Linked DNA regions of Mus musculus: region 2 is linked to region 1. A link is a contact called in public Hi-C data. All regions are on one chromosome and are shown on one strand. The core of a region is the stretch at or near the end of the contact, and the rest is flanking DNA. Distances in the headings are between cores, read along the strand shown.

The links. Hi-C and Micro-C count contacts between places; a contact is called where the count stands out from the background.
Region 2: a Hi-C map of nephron progenitors shows a contact between it and region 1, with 2.3 times the contacts expected there. The contact joins the promoter of Glt28d2 here to the enhancer-like site in region 1. A contact is called at or near these places in 8 of 39 promoter capture datasets (the 3T3-L1 cell line, cranial neural crest, embryonic stem cells and 4 more), 1 of 15 datasets of contacts at CTCF or cohesin (the NIH/3T3 cell line), 7 of 484 Hi-C or Micro-C datasets (the HL-1 cell line, cardiomyocytes, embryonic fibroblasts and 3 more), 3 of 115 datasets of contacts at active chromatin or transcription factors (embryonic stem cells, heart atrium and pancreatic cancer cells) and 2 of 9 other capture datasets (liver and pancreatic islet).

What each region holds. Positions count from the first base shown.
Region 1 is chr3:85,775,504-85,779,341 of GRCm38.p6, reverse strand. It overlaps a transcript of Fam160a1 not described here. Among named protein-coding and RNA genes, the nearest start is that of Fam160a1, 31 kb to the right of the region's middle. Within about 2 kb of position 2,446, at least 27 of the 459 cell types and tissues checked have an H3K27ac peak or open chromatin away from gene starts, as enhancers often do. A contact at or near this core is called in nephron progenitors and pancreatic islet, where this site is marked.
Region 2 is chr3:85,886,015-85,890,257 of GRCm38.p6, reverse strand. It overlaps Glt28d2 (glycosyltransferase 28 domain containing 2), which reads left to right and starts at 2,740. Exons shown (of 2, transcript NM_177130.3): 1 at 2,740-3,131.

The DNA.
Region 1 (3,838 bases), core at 1,197-3,696:
CAACCGAGAGCTTACCAGCTTGCTCTTGGGATCTCCTATGTCTACCTTGAGCCCTGGAACCAAAGGTGGGCCACCATGCCCACCTGGCATTTATGTGAATTTCAGGGTCTTAAACTTTGGTCTACAGGCTTGTACAGCAAGGACTATGTATCCACCGAGCCATCTCCACAGCCCCTAGAATGCTGATTTCTTCCTTACCCTTCATAGTTCTTTAATATGTATATCTTCTGGTAATTTTTTGTTTGCCTTAGTAGGAAGTGAATCCAGGGCCTACTGCAACTATCCTACCAGTGAGCTGCCTCCTCACCTGTCAGCAGTTAGTTTTGAGACAACATCCCATGCAGTGTAGAATGACCTCGACCTGCCTATGCTATTCAAAGCCAGCCTTAAACTCTTGCCTCATCACCGATGGTATGCACCACCATAGCTAGTGTTCTCAGTAGGGGTGTGTGTGTGTGTGTACTTGTGTGTACATGTGCATGTTTCCATAGGTGCATTTAGAGGTCAGAGGAAAACCTTGGATGTTGTTTCTAAGATACTGTCTATATATCTTTCTTTTTTACTGAGACACTATCATTGGCCTGGAACTTAGCAAGTAGGCTAGGCTGGCTGGCTACTGGGGATTCACCCGTTTTCTACCTCTGTAGGGCTGAGACAAGTGCACAACACTTCACTCAGCTTTTTGAATGTGGATCCTGGGGGTTGAATTCAGGTCCTCATGCTTGTAATGTTCAGCATATTACCAGCTGAGTGATCGCCTTAACCTCCTAGTAGTTATACCAAGTAACATGCGAATAAACCCAGACTTCAGTGACACAACTGGAGCTTTTGATCTGCACCTTTCCTGTCACTGGGCCAGCGAAGTCAAGAACAATCTCTTCTGGGTTAACTCAGTTAGTTTCCCATACATTTTTTTTTCCTGAGTATATGTTTTCTTAAGTGCTATTAATTAATCTTCTGTGTGTTTTTATTATTCCTACTGGAAGTGTTGGGGAAGGAGAAAGAGTTGAATGTCAGTAGAGAGGACCTAGTACTTCTTTTTTATAGTGGAAGAGCTGGGCTGTCAGAGTTTTACTCATGACAGGATAATAGAAAGGCCAGGACTACTATACTATCCAGATGTTCCAATCCACAGTCTCTCTTCTTGGCTTTCCTTGGGCCATTTTTTTTTTCTTTTTTCTCTCTTTTTTTTTTTTTTTTTTTTTTTTTTTTTTTTGGCAGCAACACGTGCCATCCTGTCTCCTTGGAGTGGAAGTTCATGTGACCTTGGCTGGTGAATGAGAGCACAGACTCCACTCTGGCTGTGAGTTTTGGCATGTGGGGCTATGGCAGTGACCGGGCAGGACAGAGCTCTATACATCCTGCTTACCAGGAGGTTGGGAGCCACTGTGGGACTCTGAGAAGCTTACCATGAACAAGTTAGTATTCCAGGGAAAACCTTGCCCTGGAGGATAGGCACAGGGAGGTCAGCTGGAAGTGCCTCTGGAAGTGGTAAGCTCTTGACATGTGCTCAAGGCTCTCTGGTTTGAGAAACTATAATAAATACTGGACATAAATAGGAATCATCTTGAATGGCAGGTCAGCTTTATCTCTTTTGCTCTGCATTTTGATGACTATCTTATTTTCACACTCTGAAGTGTCATCATATTGTGGAACCCCTCCATTCAATAGAAAGGGCAGGACTCTGGAATTCCGGCCCAGCTAGTATTCCAGTGTCAGCTCCCTGGCTTGAAGGCCACCATGCTACACGATGTTCTGTGAGCTTCTCCTGGGTTTGTGATCCAGTCCAGGACAGGCAGGCTCCATGGAATGCAGGGGTGCTGTTAGGCTCCATCTCTGAACTGAGGCGCTGTTGGGCAGAGAAGATAACCTGGGGAAATGCTCCCAACAAATCAAAATTTCTCACTTAAAAGTTGTACGGATTCCTTAAAGGGCACCAGCTGTTTGCAGAGTAAAGGGTTTAAAATCTTGTGACATAATTAAAGGTACTCGGCCCGTTTTACCAATTATGTCAGAGTAAAGCAACCACACTCACCACCGACCGTTGAAAGCCGCTGTTTTCTGTTCACCTCTGTACTTCTCAACTCCTGGAAAATGAGCTCTTGCTGTTGCTGTTGCATTTCTCCTCGTAACACAAGTGCGGTGGAGTGAAACGAGCTGCAAAAGCCCCAACAGTTACATGTGGATTTTTATGTAAAAGAAATCTTTGTTCATCATAGGCCGTATTTCTTTTTGCTTCGTTTAATACCATTAGCTGAGGGTTTGGGAACAACCTTGAGACGTTCTGATTCTGAAGGAGTACTAGTTTTGACAATTAGGATTCTGTTCGTTGCCTAGGAAAACGAAACCGAAAAGCTTTCCTTGAAGCTTGTGGTTCACTGCTTCCCACCTTGAGCTCCTGCCATTGGATGCCAGGAAGGCATCACACCTCGTACAGCGAGAGCATAGAATAAACACTGTGCAGCTGTGAACAGCAGCCCGCGCGAGCACTGTTAAGTCAGGTGTTCCTTGTAGCCAGTGGCTTTGGGTGTGAAGAATGCTTCTCCCAGCCTAAGCCCAGTGAGAGGCAAATATCTTGTTCATACAACAGATGTGTTTGAACCTGGTCCTTTTGGATGCTGAAGGAAAAACTAATGGAACAACTGACCTCAGGCCTGCCTAAGTAGTGGTCCCGACAAAAAGTAAATGGAGATAAATTACGTTTTGGCTTGCTAGAGCACTCCTGTCTCCATCGCCAGGTTTGATTTATGCAGGAGTGCTTGCTGCTGCCTTTGAACATACAGCAAACAAACTTTCTCTGCTACATGCAGATTTGAGGAAGGCACCGAAGCAGGTCGCTATTGGGTGCACATCCAGGGTGCTTGGAGAAACCCATCAGCCATTCTGCTGCAATACAGAACTCACGTACGTATTTAAACTAGGCGGCGTGAAATGGAACAAATTGGGCCATAAGCCAGGCAATACAATAACTGCTAAATGGGCAGGCATCCTAAAAGTGCTGTAGGGAAATGACATGTTGCTAGAGACCAGACTAGAAGGTGGCATTGTGGCATGTGTCAGGGCTGGGAGCTTGCCAGTCTGACTGTCATTTTCTGAATTATTTGGGTGGAGATATGGAGGGAAGTGTTGCTTTTAAGTTTGGTTGTTGTTTGTGGAGTTGTTTCAAGGATGCTGGGTAGTGTTTATTCTCTCCTTCCTTCATCAAAATTTATCACAAAGATAAAAGCAGCAAATGTGGCTCCCTTTCTATCTTAGGAAATATTCCTGTCATTTTTTTTCTTCACTCAAAGGAAGATAGAAATCATAAAAATACTAGCAATTCTGGACTTTGGAATTGTACATTGTGGAATTTTTTATTATGTTCTTTTTCCCTTTTGGACACAGTCTCATGTAGTTTAGTCTGATGTTACACTCACTGTGTTGCTGAGGATGAGACCTGCCCACTCAACAACAACAACTACTACTACTTCTTCTTCCAAAAAAAAAATAAATAAATAAATAAAATATTTATTTATTATTATATCTACACTGTAGCTGTTTTCAGATGCACCAGAAGAGGGTATTAGATCTCATTACGGATGGTTGTGAGCCACCATGTGGTTGCTGGGGTTTGAACTCAGGTCCTTCTAAAGAGCAGTCAGTGCTCTTACCTGGCAAGCCAGCTCACCAGCCCCCCACTTATCTTTTAAGTGCTGGGATTTCAGGCTTACGCTACCACCTGGCTCAGGGGCTGCTGGGGGCTGATTTAAGGCTGTGCCTATAAGGCCAGCACTCTATCCACTGAGGCACATCTTCAGCCCTTCATGGAGCGTCTTAAATATGTCATTCACTCACAGTA
Region 2 (4,243 bases), core at 1,491-3,990, 110 kb before region 1:
GAAGTGAAAATATATTGTCACAACACAGTGAAATAAATACAATCATTACCTCTTCTCAAAGAGAAAGTTAAAACACAAGACTTGAATTTATTTGATTAGGGTCACAGAAATGGAAAATATAGGCCTGGAACTTGAATGGATAGCCTGGGCTATGATGATTCAAGTACAGGATAGGAAGATGCTAGAAGAGTTTAAGAAAAAGTATACCTTGTCTTACTAGTGAAGTGGAGCCTCACCACTTAATTATTCCCATAGGAATTGAAATCATCAAAAAACAACCCTTTTGCTCTGTTTGTTTGTTAGGACAATTTCTTGGCAGGATGATTATTATTCTAACAGGATGTACAGCGTTTGTTACTGAGCTCAACTCTAGAAGATAATACAAATTTACATTTACTCTATGGATGGCAATGTTTTCCTGTCCTTTTAGTTTCGATTTCAAGGCACCCAGGACAATGCTTCTCTTTGCTGCACTTTAGGGTCCTTAGTCAGAGATGACGGCATTTCTCTACTTCTTCATATGGATGTTAAGGTCGATAATCTAATGAGCTCTTTGAATAAGATTGTGTGAGAGTGTGTCTGGATTTGTTAATTTTTTTTTTTTTTTTTGAGACAGGGTTTCTCTGTGTAGCCCTGGCTGTCCTGGAACTCACTGTAGACCAGGCTGGCCTCGAACACAGAAATCCTCCTGCCTCTGCCTCCCAAGTGCTGGGATTAAAGGCGTGCATCACCACCGCCCAGCAGAATTTGTTAATGGAGGAACATTACTTTCCCTTTTACATTTAACTCAAAATTTCTGGCATTTAAAATGGAACAAATTTAGAAACACAAGGTAAAACTTTATATAACTGCATTTACAAATGGGAGTAAAAGCAGGAAGAGTGAGGAATGTTTGGCTTCTTCAATAAAGAAGTCTAATTTCAGTGTCTTAATATTATGTATATAGTTCAGCCAAAGAGAGTATACAGGAATAACACTGGGAAGGAAAAATCTATTTTGAAAGGCTAACATATTACTAATTGTATTATTTGACCTTTTATTACTGTAACAAAATACTTATGTCAACTTAAAAAGAGGGAAGGTTCATTTTGGTTTACAGTTCATTATCAATTGCCCATTTGCTTTGGCCCTGTGACAGTAAAGCACACCACTGTGGGTGCTCATGACATTTGAGAAAATGCTTATTTTATAATTGTTGAGACTGTTAATGTTTTTGTTCTTCAGCCCCCCAAGAGTGCTTGACAAACAAAAGTTACCCAATGGGTATTTGCTGAGTAAAGGAATGATTTGCCCATATTCCAAAGGCAGAGCAGACCTGTGACCTGCTGTTCGCAAAACCCTGCTCTCTTATTCCGTCCCCCCTACCCCCGATTTATATTCAGGAACCATTTTTTTTTTATCTTCAGGCGGCAAAAGCGAAAGTTGGTGATTCGGGCATGGTGGTGGTGGTGGTGGTGGTGGTGATGTACAGATAGTAGGAGAAAGCATGAAGTTTGTACCATCCAGTTGCTATGGGTGCAAGGAAAATTAGAAAACTAGATCTGCCCGATTTTGGTTATCTCCGGAGGTCATTCATGCAGAACAAAGGAAGACTCTTCCTCAGAAGCAGGATTTGGTGAGGCGCCAGTAGGATGCTGTGGTGGAAAACCTCCACATCCGTTTTCTCAGACTGTGGTGTAGCCCCATCCGCTGGGAGGAGGACTCAATTCAAGTTTCAGCCACACTAACCACAGGGCAATGCAAATAGCAAGAGAGCCGCTAACCAAGATTCAAATTCCTCCTATGGGATTTAAAGTACAGGAAGCAGAGCCTGGACAGACCGTCCAAGCACATAGGGCGTGGAGACTGAAGGGGAGAGCTGGCGTGGCATGCTGTTCTCAGTCCTTAGGCAAAGGTCGCCCCAGGTCGAGGGTTGGGCCCTGGAAGAGGATAATGTACCACACAGTGCCAAAGGGCCACCACCTCCCTGCTGTTCTCCATTCTCCTGAGCTCCGAGTTGCGAACTTTCATCCTTGCTAAGGACTATTCATTTAACAGCCCTTTCTTTTTGGCTGGAGGTAGGGTGGCAGTGGGGACAGTTGCCAGTGAATGAACGACACACACCTATGCAATACCCTCAAGCTCACAAATAAGGTCCGAACGACTAAAATTACCCCTAAGAAACTAAACTGCAAAACTGCAACTCTTTGCTTCCTTGCTGGAACCAAATGGCCTCCTGTTCATTCAGGCGAGTTTTCCAGTCCAGTAAAAGGAGATCACGTTCATCTTTTGCCTCAGATCTACTGGGACTGTCCTGTCATGTTAAAGTTCAAATATCTCAGGAAGACGAGACCAGGCGAAGGGAATCCGCGTGGGGCGATGCGTACGGCTCCGCACTCAAACCTTCTGGAAGTGGGAAATCTAAGACGTCCGCGCGTCGCGGTGTGCAGCTTCCTTTCCTCAGAAAACCCTAGAAACCAGCCGGGCGTGCCTGCCTGTCAGGCGTGACGCGGGAGGAGGGATGAAGTTCGCCAGAGAGGCGAGCCCCCAAGGGCGAGGCGTCCTCCACAACGCTCCAGTTCAAGTTTCGGTGGAAACTTTCTCGCAGAGGCCCCGCCCCCTTCACCTAGGAAACCGGTGCGCGCTGTAGTCGCGCAATTCGAGTCTCCCGAGCACCTGGCGGAGGCGGGTCTGGGCGACAGGGCGGGGCTTACTGGGGGCGGGGTCGGAGGCGGTGGAGGCCCTGGGGGCGGGGCCCCTGAGTCGCTCGGCAGGTTGGGCCCCGCCCCTGCCACCTCCCTGCCTCGGAGGGTGCGGGCTGTGGGGCGGGGACCAGCCCGAGACCTGCGAAGCTCCGTCACCCGCTGACGTGCTGGAGAAAAGTTGTGCCCCGACCTTCTCTAGCTGGGTGATTTGTCCCCGGGTCCTCAGACTGAGTTGAAGCCAGGGCTGGAGGTCACCGCGCCCAGACGCCCGAGGGCAGCTGCCCGGGCGCCTGGAGTTGGGTGTTAGGCCCAGAGGAGCCGGCTCAGTCCTCTGTTGTGCCCTGTGCGCTGGAGGCTCGGTTGTTCTCCCGCACCCGGGACCGTCGCACAAACTTTCTGACTGTCTAGGGGACACTGCGTAGCAGGAGGATCCGCGGCCGCACGCAGGTAAGAAATCTGTGCTTGAAGGCTTGCTTTTATTTTATTTTAGGGTGTTGGAGGAGGAAGAGACTGTCCCGAGAACCTCCTTCCTGCATCCTGCTGGGTGGCAGGAGCAGGTTTTGGAGAGAGGACTGGTAGGACGGCTGGGGAAGTCCAGTGACTACCCGGGACGCTGGGGGCTCCTGCAGGCGACGTTACTCAGGACTGACCCTGGAAGAAGAAGGCCAGCTTGTTTTGACGGAGGAAGATGTCATCAGGCTCTCCACCTCTTTTCTCAGTCCCTTGGGTCGCAGCGCCTGGGTCCCCCAGGAATAATTGGCAGAGACGATGAGATCTAGGTCTGTCTTCCTCTCCAAACCTTTCCTGGCATACACCAGAGTCAGAGGCGGTGCCACTGGGCTTGCAGCACTTTCCTGCTGTGAGGAATTTATTGTTGGGTTACTGTTGCTCAATTTCATAAATTCTCTGATGAAACTGAGTTTGAGTTATGGTTATCAGTGTGTGTATATGTATGTATGTGCGCGTGTGTGTGTGCTTGTTTTCCCTGGTTTCAACAAAGCTCCCTTGTTAACCCCACTCCTGCGAGGTTAGCTAGCTATTGTTTTATTTCAAGCTCGGGTGGGTGAGGTGTTGGGGGTGACAGCTACTGTGTTTGCTTGGAGTTTTGGGACTCCTGTGAGTGGGTGCTGAGAATTAGCCCAGGTTGGCTTTAGCCTCCTGTACTTGACAGATCAGCTGTCAACTATTCTACAGGTATTGCAGCCCTAGCCATCCAGGCGCAGGGGGTACCACATCCCCTCCTTTAAGAGAAAAGAGCTCCAAATGAAGACAGGCTGTTCTCAGGAGGAGGAAGGGGGTGGGGTGGGCGGGGGAGATGGCAGACCAATTGTTGCTTTCTTTAGATGGGGCCTACTACTCTGTGGGCTGCTCTGGGAGGGCCCTGCTATCAAGTTCATCTCATTAGGAAGTCAGCTGCTTTCAGCTAATAGCCATAGCAGCTCTGATGAAATTATATAGGTCATTGAAAAATAATTCCTGCTTAATCACCTTTATCCTGTTGATTAGCAAGGGGAAGATTTCCTGTCCTTAATGTACCTGCCTGACCTCTCTTGTGCACC